2 separate regions of the Mus musculus genome follow, and region 1 is linked to region 2. The links are chromatin contacts, called in public Hi-C maps. All regions are on one chromosome and are shown on one strand. Each heading gives the region's core, a stretch centred on a gene start, on an enhancer-like site or on the middle of the called end of the contact. The rest is flanking DNA. Distances are from core to core; before and after follow the strand shown.

Region 1 (6,589 bases), core at 663-3,162, 130 kb after region 2:
AGTTGTTTTATCTTATGGACTCTTTTGAGTGTCAGGGTCCCACTAAGCAGCCAGACTCAAGTGGAATTTCCTTGTAGGATAGGCTGTCCTTGAACCCATGATCTTCCTGCCTCCACCTCCAAGGGCTAAGATTACAGGCATCCACCTTCATGCCTGCCTCAGTTATATTTATAGTGAACACTTCTCTTTCTCAAAGCTTTAATCTTGTCAGTAAAATATGTAAAAAAAAAAAAAAAAGTCTTAACTAAGAAAGTTAATAAAAGGTCCTAAGTATTTTTTAAAGCATCTTAACTGCTGCTGGAATGACTAAAAAATACGTGAAGCGCTCAAGAGTGCGCTTGGTAACTGCTCTTGCAAAGGACCAGAGTTCAGTTACCAAAACCCATGTTGGCAGCTCACAACCGTCAGCACTAGAGGGCTCTAAAGCCTCTGCCCTTCAAGGGCACCTGGGCACATGTACACACTCGAACACACACACACACACACACACACACACACACACACACACACACACACGCACGCACGCACGCACTTGAAAATAATTATTCAAGCAATAAAAAGTGCCAGGAGTGGTGACTCATGCTTTTAATCCCAGCACTGGGGAAGCAGAGATGGACAAGTCTCTGAGTTTGAGATCAACCTGGTCTATAAAGTGAACTCCAAGCTACCCAGGGACACATAGTGAGAGGCTCCTCCCTCAAACAAACAACTGTATAAATTAATCTTTTTTTAAAGTAGAATAAGAGACACGAAGAAAACGCAGCAGACGGGAACAATGCCGACCACCCATGCACTATCCGCTCTGACTTACTTCTTTGAATCTCTTCGACAATGAAGGGATCAAAGCGAATTTTGTCAATGCTTTCATCCAAGCAGTAGGTCTTATAAATCTTCTGCAATTCTTCATGGAGAGATAGCATTTCATCATTTGATAACTCTGGACGCAAAATTCTATCATTAAATTCCTCTAACAAATTAGAGAGAGATTAAGAAAAAAAGTTAATATAAATGCTTTCATGAAAACTTCACGCTCTTATTCTAACTAGAAGCAGAAAATATAATCAAATTATTATTTTAAACTTTTAGAAAAGGACTTGAGAGTAGAATACTCAAATTAAAAACAAATTCAGCCAGGTAGGGGTGGCGCAAGCCTTTAATCCCAGCACTCGGGAGGCAGAGGCAGGCGGATTTCTGAGTTCGAGGCCAGCCTGGTCTACAGAGTGAGTTCCAGGACAGCCGGGACTACACAGAGAAACTCTGTCTTGAAAAAAAACAAAAAAACAAACAAAAAACAACAAAAACAACAGATACAAAAAAAAACAAACAAAAACCCAAATTCAACAAGATTTTTATGTTAATATAAAATATATAAACATGGCTAGCAATACAAATTTGCTACAACAGACTAGTAAGCATATTTGTAATATTTTCTATAAAGAACATATTAGATTAGTTTCTCATACCAAAGATCTGTCAAGATTGTAAAATCTGATTGCTCACTAAGTAATAATGACAATCCAGCTCGGAAAGTTTCTCACAGATCCAACGCGCCGTGATATTCCAGCTTGGCACTCCTAACAGAATGCTGGCCGAGCGGTGCTGATTTGGACTGTGAGATCTTTCACACAGCACCACCACACTGGATTTTTAGAGATTCTTTTCTGCTACTAGAATCTGACTGCAGGCAATGTTACGGTCATGCCCCACCTAGAAAGGACTAGACAGCTGGAGAAGCTCAGTCACCCGAGATATCTAGCATGAAATGTCGTCTGGACAGCAGATCTGCTCTAAACAGCCACAGCACTAGCAAGCATGGTGACGTCACTGGTGACACGCAGAGGAAGCCTCACCGACTGTCAGACAGAACTGCAGGACGTGCACGGCCCCTTCTTGTTTCAGGAAGTTCATAAAGCGGAACAAAAGGTCCTGCTGTTCTCTGATTTGTTTCAGCTCTAACTTCAGCACCTTGTCGCAACATGAGAGGAAGAGTAAGTGAAAGATACATGAATGTATTTTAAAACTGTTATCTCCAAAACATTAATGCTGAAAACACTCACGGATGGCTTTTTATTTCTAGGTTCTGCAAATTTCTGCAGGAATGGAACCAAAGGGGAAGCTGGTTCAGTTGCTTTTTCAGGCTTGGAAGAAACAGAATTATCAATTCAGTAAAATTCGCACTAGAGTTGGTACATACAGTTCAAACAAAGCAGTTCCAAGTGTCGCACGCAGTACGCTCAATACTCACAGGGCTGTCGTCTATGAAGATGATAAGCAAATGATTGACAGTATCCTAATGGGACGTAAGAAGCACAGGTCAGAATAACCCACTGTCATGTTCTGCCAAAAATTCTCAGAACTTTCACATTATCAAGTTTGCTAGAAAAATAAACAGCACAGTGACTGGCTAAATATCTGTATCTGTGTGTTACAGAGGGACTCCTAAAGAACTACAATCAAACCAGTCAGAACTGTTGAAAGTGTCCATCCAAGAACAAATAAATAAGCAAAATGTGACACACACATAGAATGGATTACTACTGAGACTTGGCAAGGAAAGGACTACTAAAACATTCCTCTGCCAAGGAATTACTGTTTATGGGTGTAGAATTTACAGGATTTTCGTTTTGTTAAGACCAACACTTTGGAAGGTGATGATGATGGTCACTCAAATAAGCACATGTTTCAAAACAATGTACTATACACACAAAATGGCTAAACAGTAATTCAAGAGTATTTTATAAAAAAGAAAGAAAGAAAGAAAAAGAAAAGAAAAAATGTAATCTTACTGGATCAGCTAGGAAATCCAAAGAAGGAAGAAGCACAGAACCAGACAGAATCTCTCTTATGAGTAATGTCAGGGACCTGGAGACAGAAGTAATAATAATTAATAATAATAATTAATAATAATAATTCTGTAATCAGTGACCCGCACAAGTTCCTCATTGTCAAGCACTTAACTAACTAAAGACCCCACGGAAATGAAACTATGGGGATGGACATGGTAGCGCACGCCTTTAACCCCAGCACTGGAGAGGCAGAAAAAATTGGATCTTAGTTCAAGGCCAGCCTGATCTACACAGCAAGTTCCAGGTCAGCTACAGGCTGTACTATGAAACCATGTAGGTAGGTAGGTAGGTAGGTAGGTAGGTAGGTAGGTAGGTAGATAAGTAGGTAGATAGGTAGATAGGTAGGTAGGTAGGTAGGTAGGTAGGTAGGTAGGTAGGTAGGTAGAAAAGAAAGAAAAAAGGAAAGGGGAAAGGGGAAGGGGGAAGGGGGAGAGGGGGAAGGAGGAAGGGGGAAAGGGGAAAGGGGAAAGGGGGAAGGGGGAGAGGGGGAAGGGGAAAGAGAAAAGGGGAAGGGGGAAGGGGAAGGGGAAAGGGGGAAGGGGGAAGGGGAAAGGGGGAAGGGGAAAAGGGGAAAGGGGAAGGGGGAAGGGGGAAGGGGGAAAGGGGGAGAGGGGGAAGGGGAAAGGGGAAAGGGGAAAGGGGGAGAGGGGGAAGGGGAAAGGAAAGATGGAGCTGGGAGTGTAGTTCAGTGGAAGAGCGCTTGTCTTATGTGGCTGTTTAGGCTCCTCCCCTACGTACACACTTATCTATCCAAAAAACTCAGATTAAAATTCAGTAGGACCAGGAAGGGCCGTACAATTCTGCATTTTCAGCAAGTGTCTAGATGCTTCTGCTGCAGCATCACACACTTGGACTTGCGCTCTTCATTTGCTAAAAGTGCCCACTGTTTAAAGGAAATGAGCGCTCTCTTACAGGAGGGAGCAGGAAGACATCAGAGCACTTTTCCTTCTCGAATCTTTGCTAGCTTTATAAGTTCACGTTTACAGGCTGGAGATGTAGCTGAGAGACTGAGTAGCATGTACAAGGTCCCGGGTTTGCTCCTTAACACACACACCAAAAAACTGTGTATGTATGGTATATCCAACAGCATGCGCCCTAAGACTAAGGACAATTTAACTGGCAACACAAATGAGACTAAAGATTTCTTTACGAAGGAGGATCAGTATGTTTCCCAGGACGGATTTTCACATTTGCACTCTGCTCAGGCACCTACATAGATGAGATCACAGCAGCATATCCAGCTAGACAGCTTGATCAAAACACTAAAATACCTCTACCAACATGCACTTCTATATCGTCTAATGATTAAATATTTGCAAGTACATCACTGAGCTGAGCATGGTGACACAGACCTACAACCCTAAATTGGGAGACAAAGCAGGTCGAGAACACTATGTAGCATGGCCCTGTCTCAATGAACGGAAAGGAAGAGAGGGAGAGCGGACAGAGGAGAGAGGAAAGAATGAGCCACAATTTTCCCCTCTAAATTGTTCTTTTACTGTAAATAACAATCTAAGAACTATCAGGATAAGGGTAATGAAGTAACTTATGGGCAAAATCCACATATACTTCTCTAGAAGAAGGGGGAATGGAGGGAAGGACCCCTAATTATTCTTTCCAGCTGGACAGCTTAAAAACCAAACTTGTCTGCAAAGTATGCTCAAAGTGTTTCTGTCTATAAGAATCATGGTATGCATGTCTTTAAAAAGGAACATCAAGAAAATAAAGCAGAAATATTTCAAATAAAATTAAGTGTCCTCATTTATTTAACTGTGACTTCTACAATCAGTTTTTAATAACAAATTCTAAGGCAAAATAACAAATACTCAGCACCTAAATTGGCATTTTAACATCTGACCAAATTATTCTCAAGTGAAAAACTATTCATACCATAAATTTATACCAAGTTTTAGTGAAGCCTTATTATAATAAAACAGCAATATACATGCTATATGTATATGCTATATAGATATATTCACTATATACATTACAAATACTACTATGATATTTTCTAGTGCGTTTATACCTGCAGTCTGTTGCTTTAGGAGGCAAAATATAAGGAAAAAGTAACTCAGTAAGCTTCCTTAAATACTGTAATTCATCTCTTCGACTTCTCAGGGCCACATGAAGCTCTGGACCATATTCTTCTAAAGCGGCTTGTTGTAAATACTCCGTGTTCTTTACTGTAAATAACAATAAAAACTATTGGATGAGTTATGAAATATTAAATTACTTCATTTGCATTAGCATACAGAACATGTATTCCTCATTCCTCTCCTGGCCCCTGCTTTCTGAATAGAAATGGAAAATTTTACAGAAATAAGACATAAAGGAAGACTTTCTCCTCTCCCATGAACTTACTTACAGCAGTGGTTTGAATAGGGATGACCCCATAGGCTCATAAATTGGAATGTTTGTTCATTAGGGAATGGTAATACTTGACAGAAATTAGGAGGTGTGGCCTTGTTAGAGTAGGTGCGCCTTGTGAGAAGTGTCACTGGGAGGGGCTTTAAGGTTTCAATACTTAAGCCAGGCCCAGTGTCTCTTTCTCTTCCTGCTCCCTGCCAGTCCGCATGTAGAACTCTCAGCTCCCTCTCCAGCACCGCTTCCTGCCACGGTGGGAATGGACCTCTGAAACTGTAAGCCAATCCCAATGAAATGTTTTCCTGTATGAGAGGCTGTGGTCCTAGTGTCTCTTCACAGCAATAGAACATTACTAGGATACTTTTTATTTTTTTGGAATAAATTCATTTTCTGAGTCTTTTTCCCTGAGCAAATAAGAATTCAAACTCATGACTTCTATATTATATACTAACAAATGACTTAAGTGGGGCAAGGGGAACTAAAGAAAATGTGCCCTAGTAGACACAAGAGTTATTGCTTCCTGTTTTTATATCAATACTATCCAGATATTATCCAGACAACCACTAAGAGTATGGAAGAAAGTGGCTTCTCCAGCTAGTGTCACGTTTTTAGCCAGATCACAGTATATAGAAAAGATTGAGTAACCAAAAGTAACCATTGAAAAGATGAAGGAGAGCCTTAGCTCTTCATTGCTTATAAACGAGTCTGTCATTAACCTCCAGAAGATAGTTAGGATGTCTGAGGGGGAGTCTAGTAAGATAGAAGAAGACAAATCTAGCTTTCTTGTTGTGTAATTATCACTGTAATATTGAAGTTATGTGGCTTTCTGAAACGTATTATTCAGAAAAAATAAGAGAGGCATTTGTTTTCATATGTTAAACTTTGTCATGCTAGGGTAAAATCTTAAGTTGGAAGAATATTTTATTGCAGACTTTTGATGAAGGGAAGAAATTAATTATGTTGCTGGAAGACTGTCTATAAATAATCAAAATATTTAAATAGAATATATTTGATGTGATATTAAAAAGCTACTGAATGTTGTGGAAGATAAGAAATGTCTAGTCAAGTAAAAAGTTGGCCTATTTAAAACAACAACAACAACAAAGAAACCAGTGTGAAACAGATGTGATTTTGACTGACACTAAGGAAAGGTCAAGCCTACTGACACTTTGTCCTATGTCCTCTGACAGTAAAGTACTCTTTACGAGACTGCTACAAAGATGCCATCTCCTGTCTACTCTGTGCCAGTGAAAGTCAAGCAAATGTTAGTGTACGTTTTAGTCAGGCATGGTGACTTGTACTTGCAATGCATGGAAGGTAAAGGCAAGAGAATCAGCAGTTCTCTGCATTGGTTACATAGCAAGTTCAAACCCAGCCTG
Region 2 (7,190 bases), core at 3,403-5,902:
TCGAATATTCTTTAGAAGTCATACAGTGACTTAACCAAAGTCAAAGATTAAATCAGTGTTCTGCCTGAATAAACAACTTGGAACGTTCCAAGTTTTTCAAAAGCCCAGTCAAGAGAGACAAAGAACTGAGTATTCACCTCCTCTGTGGGCCACAATGTCATGTTTCCAGAGAGATGTCACCCTGGGACTCCAGGCAGAACATAGTTCTTCTCAATCCCTCCTGCTTTACCCAAGCACCAGGAGTTTGGTAAAAGGGCAGAAGCTGAGTGCCAACAGCTACTTCTAATCTGGCTACACAGTTCACACAGGATTTTCTGGAAGGTGAGGTCAAGCTTCACACCTTACATTTTCCCACATTAATAATAAGATCCGCCTATAACCAACAAGGAAGTTTGAGGGCACCGGTAAAACCCAGAGTTGCCTATGAATCTCTAGCAACTCCTGTCCAGTTGCTCTATAATATCTTTAGCATCTTTAATTAGAACAAAGATTCACAGATCTCACTTGGAGCCTCTAAGGATTCATTAAAATTTAACAGACTTAGCAAGGAAAGGGATCCACTCGTGAGCATGCTCAGTCCTGGGGAAATCATGAATCGTCTCAAAGCAGATGTCTCAAACCAAAATGGCATTCTGCGGAAGAGACTGTTCCAAAGCAAAATTAAGATGTCAAAAGCTTGCTCAATATTAGACCTGTAAAATTGTTTCTGCCTGAAACCCCCCCCCCCCGCCCCGAGGCCATCTCTCTCCTTTCTTCTACCTTAATACCCTTCCTTCCTTCCTTCCTTCCTTCCTCCCTCCCTCCCTCCCTCCCTCCCTCCCTCCCTTCCTTCCTTCCTTCCTTCCTTCCTTCCTTCCTTCCTCTGCCTTGATCACGGTGCTAAACAAAAAGATGGTTCCTCAGGAGTAAGATATGATCTACTACCACTACGATTCACAAATATAAAATGACCTACATAATTCCAAATATTCTCAGTACTCAAGTTTTACAGCCCCCTATAAAGGACAGAATGTTCAACGCCACGGGAGACAACCTGGCAGTCTAAGGCAAAATGCTGGGAGCTGTGTCTTTTCTTGGCTCCATTGGTAAGAAAGAGATGTGGGAGGGATGGGGATCCAAGACCACTGAGAAGAAAATAAAAAGACACAAAGAGAAAAAATGCCCCCCCCCCACACACACACACAGATTAACAAAGGCCCTAACACTATCCAGCTGAGAGTTTGAAAGAGTCTTCAGGGAATGTCACTGGGAGAACTTGAAAACAGGCATGTGGATGGGGCTGGGGTGGAGGGGTGTGGTTCAGTGGTAGGACAGGAGCTTACAATGTGGCAGGCCTTGACTTGGATTGCTAACACCAGCCTCCTCTCATAAAAGTTATGGTCACTAAAAGGAAAGACTGCATTGAACGGACTCAGTTTTAAATCTGCAATTTGTACATCAGAAGAACTTTTCTGCTTGGGAGAAAAGAAGTGTTCTCAATAGCCCTTAGCAGAGTAAGAGCTCAGCTACCTACCTAGGGACTTTTCTGAATTCTCAGAAAACCAAAAGGAGCCGCTGCTCAATCGTCCGAGCCTGTAGGAACTTCCAGACTGACCAGCGCCTGAGGGGAGAGCCACAGGCTCACAGCCTCCCATAGAGTAAGTCCTCTGAGCTTCCCCTTCTCACCAACCAGACCCTAGGGTGAGAGTTTTATTTGTAAAGTTGACGGTGATGGGTACATGTTAAATGGTTACTTTTATTTCTTATTACACTTTTTCCAAGCTTCCTTCCTTGGCGGTGTCTTCCTATTAGACCTCTCTGGTGTGTAGGGGAATGCCCTATGAGTCCCACATAGAGCCCACCTACACCCTTTCCCTTATAAGCAGCACTTTGGGCACCCACCAGTTCATGAGTTAGATGTTTATTATTTCCTGTCAGGCTGCAATGGCCACCGAGAATGTTCTCTAAAACCTTAGCCCCCAGCATGGACAGCTTTACAGAGTGCTGGCTGATTCCCAGGACACACTGGAGCCATCTCCTTTATTATAGCATGTCCAACAGCAGATAAGAAACAGACCGGTGAAGTAAATAAACATGCATACTGAAGTCAGAGTCACCATTACTAATACAGGGACAGATGGAGGCTGAAGTCCAGGCTCACAGTGTCCCCAAAGCAAGGCTTTGCTCTGCCACTAAAGCCCTAGGTTTGTTTTCTTTTGTTTTGTTATTGTGTAATCAATGATCCTCTGGCCTGTTGCTACCCAGAGGGAAAAAAGTTCTCAATTCTTCTGCCCTAAGAAGACACAGAGTCTCAGCTACACTGTGACTTCAATACCAGTCTGAGCTATATATGTTCTATCTAAAATAAAGAGAATAATAGGAAAAAAAGAAGAAGAAGACACAGAGTAGGGGACCCTAGATCAAGCTTCCCAGTGACACCATCTTGGATGACTACTATAGCTACCCAGTGAGAACTATGGCATCCTTGAGGAACCTTACTCTCTGGGTCTGTTTCTTTACAAGGTTTCTATCTAGGCCAATATAGATCTAAAACCCTCCCCTCTCAGTTTTCATAACAGCCTTGAGAGTGGGAATATTCAGTGGTCAGAATCTGGGCTGGGTGTTTGTGGGTTCTTGGCCTCTAATCCAAGAATGGAATAAAAACCCACACAACTTGCAAAGTAGCAAGGAAACTTGATTCAAAATGAAGCTGTAGAATAGATCAGAATATTTAAGAGAGCAGGAGAGCGGCAGACCACAAGGCTGAAGACACTCAATAACCTGTTTACTTCCTGGGGTCTCTTGTTATGGAGTCTAAAAGAGTGAAGGGCTGGCTACTGATGGAACACATTTATTTGGAGGTTCCCTGTTCTGCCTGATAGATTAAGCTCTAGTACACGTTTCTCTTCCCACAATGCATCTGGTTTTAATCATGTGTGCACATAGTTACACATAGACACATAGAGTGATAAATGGGCTTCTCCATAACTATCACTTGAGGACACTGATTTGCTTTGTTTCATAAGGTTTTGGTTGATCTAAAACCAGTTCAGGCCAGATATGCCTTTCTGGTCTTCTATTCAGACATGAGGAGAGTGTGATTGAATGTACTCTGTCTGAGTTTAAGGAGAGGAGAAATCTATTCCACTATTCAGAGATGGATGTGTATTCATCTAGATACAAGTGGGATCTAGATGCTAGATTGCTAGGTGCATTATTCAGAGTGAGGTGTGTGTGCAGATAAGAATTTCAAGCTAGGGCGGGGGTGGGGGTATAGGGGACTTTTGGGATAGCATTTGAAATGTAAATGAAGAAAATATCTAATAAAAAATTAAAAAAAAAAGAATTTCAAGCTACCAAGTCTATTATTATTAGGAAATAGGTGTGTATATAGCCCTAACCAAAGAGTCCCAGGCTCGAAACTATTCCCAATGTTCCCCTGCCTCAGGAGCATTTTCACAGCACAACATGTTCCCATACTTTGCTTCCTTAAAGACTGAGCCCCGCCGGGAGGTGGTGGCACATGCCTTTAATCCCAGCACTTGGGAGGCAGAGGCAGGCAGATTTCTGAATTTGAGACCAGCCTGCTCTACAAAGTGAGTTCTAGGACAGCCAGGGCGATACAGAGAAACCCTATCTCAAAAAAAAAAAAAAAAAAAGATTGAGCCCTAAATTTATACTCCATCTTCAGAAGCTCCAGTTTAAGCAGCCATTCCACACACATCAGGAGGGTCACTTCAGCCTGTTGGCCAGTACCTGCTTCTCCGCTAGGGGCCAGCCCCTATCATTCTCACTCCTGTCCAGAATTATAGTGAATAAAATTTCTCCACATCATAGAATAACTGAGCAAATATTTGGCACATAACTGATGTGCAACATACTAGTGGAAGATGTAAAGAAGGAAATGAATATATGAGAGAAGAGGATGCAGTTGTGTGAGTTGACAGATAAAGCTGGAGTCCAGGTTAGGGTAGAATCAAACATTCTCACAAAAAGCATAGAAATGGGCAAGTCAGCACAAGGCACACGCTCCTAGCAAACTTCCTAAGCTGAGGAATTAAGAAACTCTGCGGCATGGAAGTGCCTTACAAAGTTGGCATGCTTTCTAAGCAAAAGAAATGTCGTTCAAGCAATGTGCCAAGGGCCGAAGAAGCTTTTAGTAAGATAGGTAGATATATGGATGAATGGGTGGATGGATGAATGGATGGATGGATGGATGGATGGATGGATGGATGGATGGATGGGTGGGTGGGTGGGTGGGTGGATGGATGGATGGATGGATGGATGGATGGATGGATGGATGGATGGAAGGACGGATGGACAGATGGACAGATAGATAAAATAAAAAGAGTAAATTGACTTCAACAAGAAGGGAGACAGCTGGGGACTGGATTTCTATCCCTACAGCAAGTTTTCTTGGTGCATCATTAGACTCCAATGGCCAGCCTTGGAACAAGGCACAGAGATGTGACTTTGGTCTCTCAGAGTCTCTGTTCTCTGGGCAACACAACCCTTAGCTGGGTATGAATGAATCACATCCTCAGGAAATGACAGCTGTCTGTCTAGATCGGTCTCTGGAAAGTCTGAAGAAACAACGCTTGTCCGCAGGATTGATGCAATTCTAAACCACACAGTTACTCAAAGCCTTGCAGGAGGTGTGCCCAGTCACTGGCTCAGCCTGGGCAATGCTGAGTCTGTTCAGGAAACGGGTAAGCCAGCTTAGAGCAGAGCCCTTGCTTAGTGGGTTGACAGCTTGCTTCTTGATTTTTTGCTTCAACAAATTGATGTTGAGGAACCATTCTGAAGCAAGGCAGTAAAGCTCCAAGCTGGGAACCCAGCTTTAGGGGGGTAGCATACGTGATATCACACTTCTCTTTTTAAAATGTATTTATTTTATTTTTCATTTATTTGTAGGTATGTGTGTAGGTATGTGTGCATGTGCGTGCGTGTGGTGGTGATGGTGGTGGTGGTAGTGGTAGTGGTGGTGGTGGTGTGTGTGTGTTTTTGTATGTGAGGAGACAAGAAAAGGGAATTGGAGCTGGAGTTATAGGCAGCTGGGAGATTCCTTTCATGGAGTCCTGGGAACTGAAATCCCACCCCTAACCACAGAGCCATTTAAAATATTTTTTAAAACTTACATATCAAAGTTTATCCAGGGAGCACTTTGATTGTGTAGCAGGAAGACTGGAGGTTCAGAACACTAGTCTAGGGCTAACCTTGTTCTGAGAGAACAAGGTAGTGTTTTTATGCTCACATATGCCACATGGGTAGGAAACTGGGCATCACTGGGAGAGCTGAGTCAATCTGGCTGGCAAAGGTTCAGGAAATCTGGATGAGGCCTGTCTGCACTGTGCACATAAGTAACACTCTCAGGCATGGGCAGGGTTTTTGTTTATCTTCCAAGCTGGCATGAATCCTGTGGGGAGCCAAGTGGAGTCACAGTGTGGTCTGAAGCAGGTCACATTAACCAGTCACTCCCCTCAGCCCTTGGTTTGCAACAGGTCTAAATAAATAAATAAATAAATAAATAAATAAATAAATAAATAAATAAAAGTTTGGCAAAGAATTCCAGAAAGGGATCTCAGAAGACAACGTAAGGAAGGCTCACTGGGGCTTTCCAGTCAAGCTGAGAGACTCCCAGGTGTCAGCCTCAATCCAGCACAGAAAGCCCTCAGCAAGGCCAGGTAGAAACATTCATTTGTTTCTCTAAGCTAAAACAATACATCCTTCTAGGTCACAGTTCCAAAAACTGCAGACCAGACCATTTCCCGGGAGTCTGATACAAGCGTGCTGCTATAAATTAAAAGTAAACACAGTGGGTTTAGTGAGACACAAAGCTTACAGAGAAAAGTGGGAAGCCCTCATCAGTGTTAAGGGGAAAAGTATAAACACGGCTTTGACTCAAATCGAGAGAAAAGGTGGAATCAAAAGCCAAGTGGTTTGAAATCTGGAAACTTCCTTTCTAAGGAAAGGTTTGTCTTACTAAGTTAATGTTTTACACACTTGTGCAAAGTCCAGGGTATATGCTAGTCCACATGGACATGTCCAGAGCTCCTAAGATCCACATAGTTCTGCCTTTGGTGACAGCACCCAGCTACTGGGTACTAGCTGTCATGCTCTCCTTGAATCCACCCACTCTCAGGCCCCTTAGCTGCCTCTTCTCTTCTGTGAGAGCTTCCTTTGAGCGTCTTCAAGCTCTAGACAGAGGGAAGGACAGCACAGAGGGCATAAGAACATTTTACACTGACACAGCTACATAAAGTGAGGCTTGGCAAGTTTATATCCTCTATGTAATAACTTGCTCCAATGATGGTCATGAAAGCCTCAAAGTTTAAATACAAATATGTGCACATTCTTAAGAACATAAAATGTATACCTAAAGACCTTTGTACATATAAAATCTGTATACTTTATACTTTGAGACTAGACAGATTGCACAGAGGTTAAGAGCACATACTGCTCTTCCAGAGGACCAGTTCCCAGCAACCATGTTGGGTAGATCACAATTGCCTGCAAATAACTCCAGCTCCCAGAGGATCTGATGCCTCTGGCCTCTGAGGACACTAGTGCTCACCTACACATACATATACATAATTAATAAAAAATTAATCTTTAGGGGGCTGAAGAAATGCTTCAAAGGCTAAGTCCACTGGCTACTCTTCCAGAGAACTGAGGCTCTATCCCTAGTAATCAGCGCATAACTGTCTGTAACTCCAGTTCGAGGGTATCCAATGCTTTCTTTTGGCGTCCATGGGCACCAGGCATGCATGAGATACACAGACACACAAGTAGGCAAAACATCAGTGGTGGTTTTAATGATGATACCCCCCCACATTGGCTCATATATTTGATTAGTTGATCCCAGTTGGTGTAGCTGTTTGGGAAGGATTTGGAAATGTGGCTTTATTGAAGGAGGTATGTCAGTGGAGATGGACTTGAATGTCTTTAAAAGCCCACACCATTCAGTTATATCTCTGTGCCTCATGGTTCTGACTCAAGATGAGCATCCAGCTACTTCTCCAGCACTATGCCTATCTGCCTCCTACCATGCTCCCAGCGATGATGATCATGGACTCAAACCCTCTGAAACTATAAGCACCAAATAAACACTTCCCATTTTAAATTGCCTCAGTCATGGTGTTTTATCACAGCAACAGAAGACTAACTAAGATAGTACCCTTACACATAAACTAAAATAATCTTTAAAAACA

Evidence for each region. A called contact is a pair of places that touch in the nucleus more often than the background predicts.
Region 1: a contact with region 2 is called in a Hi-C map of erythroblasts, with 2.9 times the contacts expected there. The contact joins two enhancer-like sites. A contact is called at or near these places in 2 of 484 Hi-C or Micro-C datasets (embryonic fibroblasts and erythroblasts), 1 of 115 datasets of contacts at active chromatin or transcription factors (CD8 T cells) and 4 of 9 other capture datasets (adipose tissue, embryonic stem cells, liver and 1 more).

The regions. Positions count from the first base shown.
Region 1 is chr9:88,402,454-88,409,042 of GRCm38.p6, forward strand. Snx14 (sorting nexin 14) reads right to left here. Exons shown (of 29, transcript NM_001359958.2): 8 at 4,873-5,029; 9 at 2,787-2,862; 10 at 2,246-2,290; 11 at 2,058-2,138; 12 at 1,851-1,965; 13 at 812-967. Among named protein-coding and RNA genes, the nearest start is that of Snx14, 33 kb to the right of the region's middle. Within about 2 kb of position 1,913, at least 83 of the 459 cell types and tissues checked have an H3K27ac peak or open chromatin away from gene starts, as enhancers often do. A contact at or near this core is called in erythroblasts, where this site is marked.
Region 2 is chr9:88,268,894-88,276,083 of GRCm38.p6, forward strand. No RefSeq gene overlaps it. Among named protein-coding and RNA genes, the nearest start is that of Gm28231, 13 kb to the left of the region's middle. Within about 2 kb of position 4,653, at least 130 of the 459 cell types and tissues checked have an H3K27ac peak or open chromatin away from gene starts, as enhancers often do. A contact at or near this core is called in erythroblasts, where this site is marked.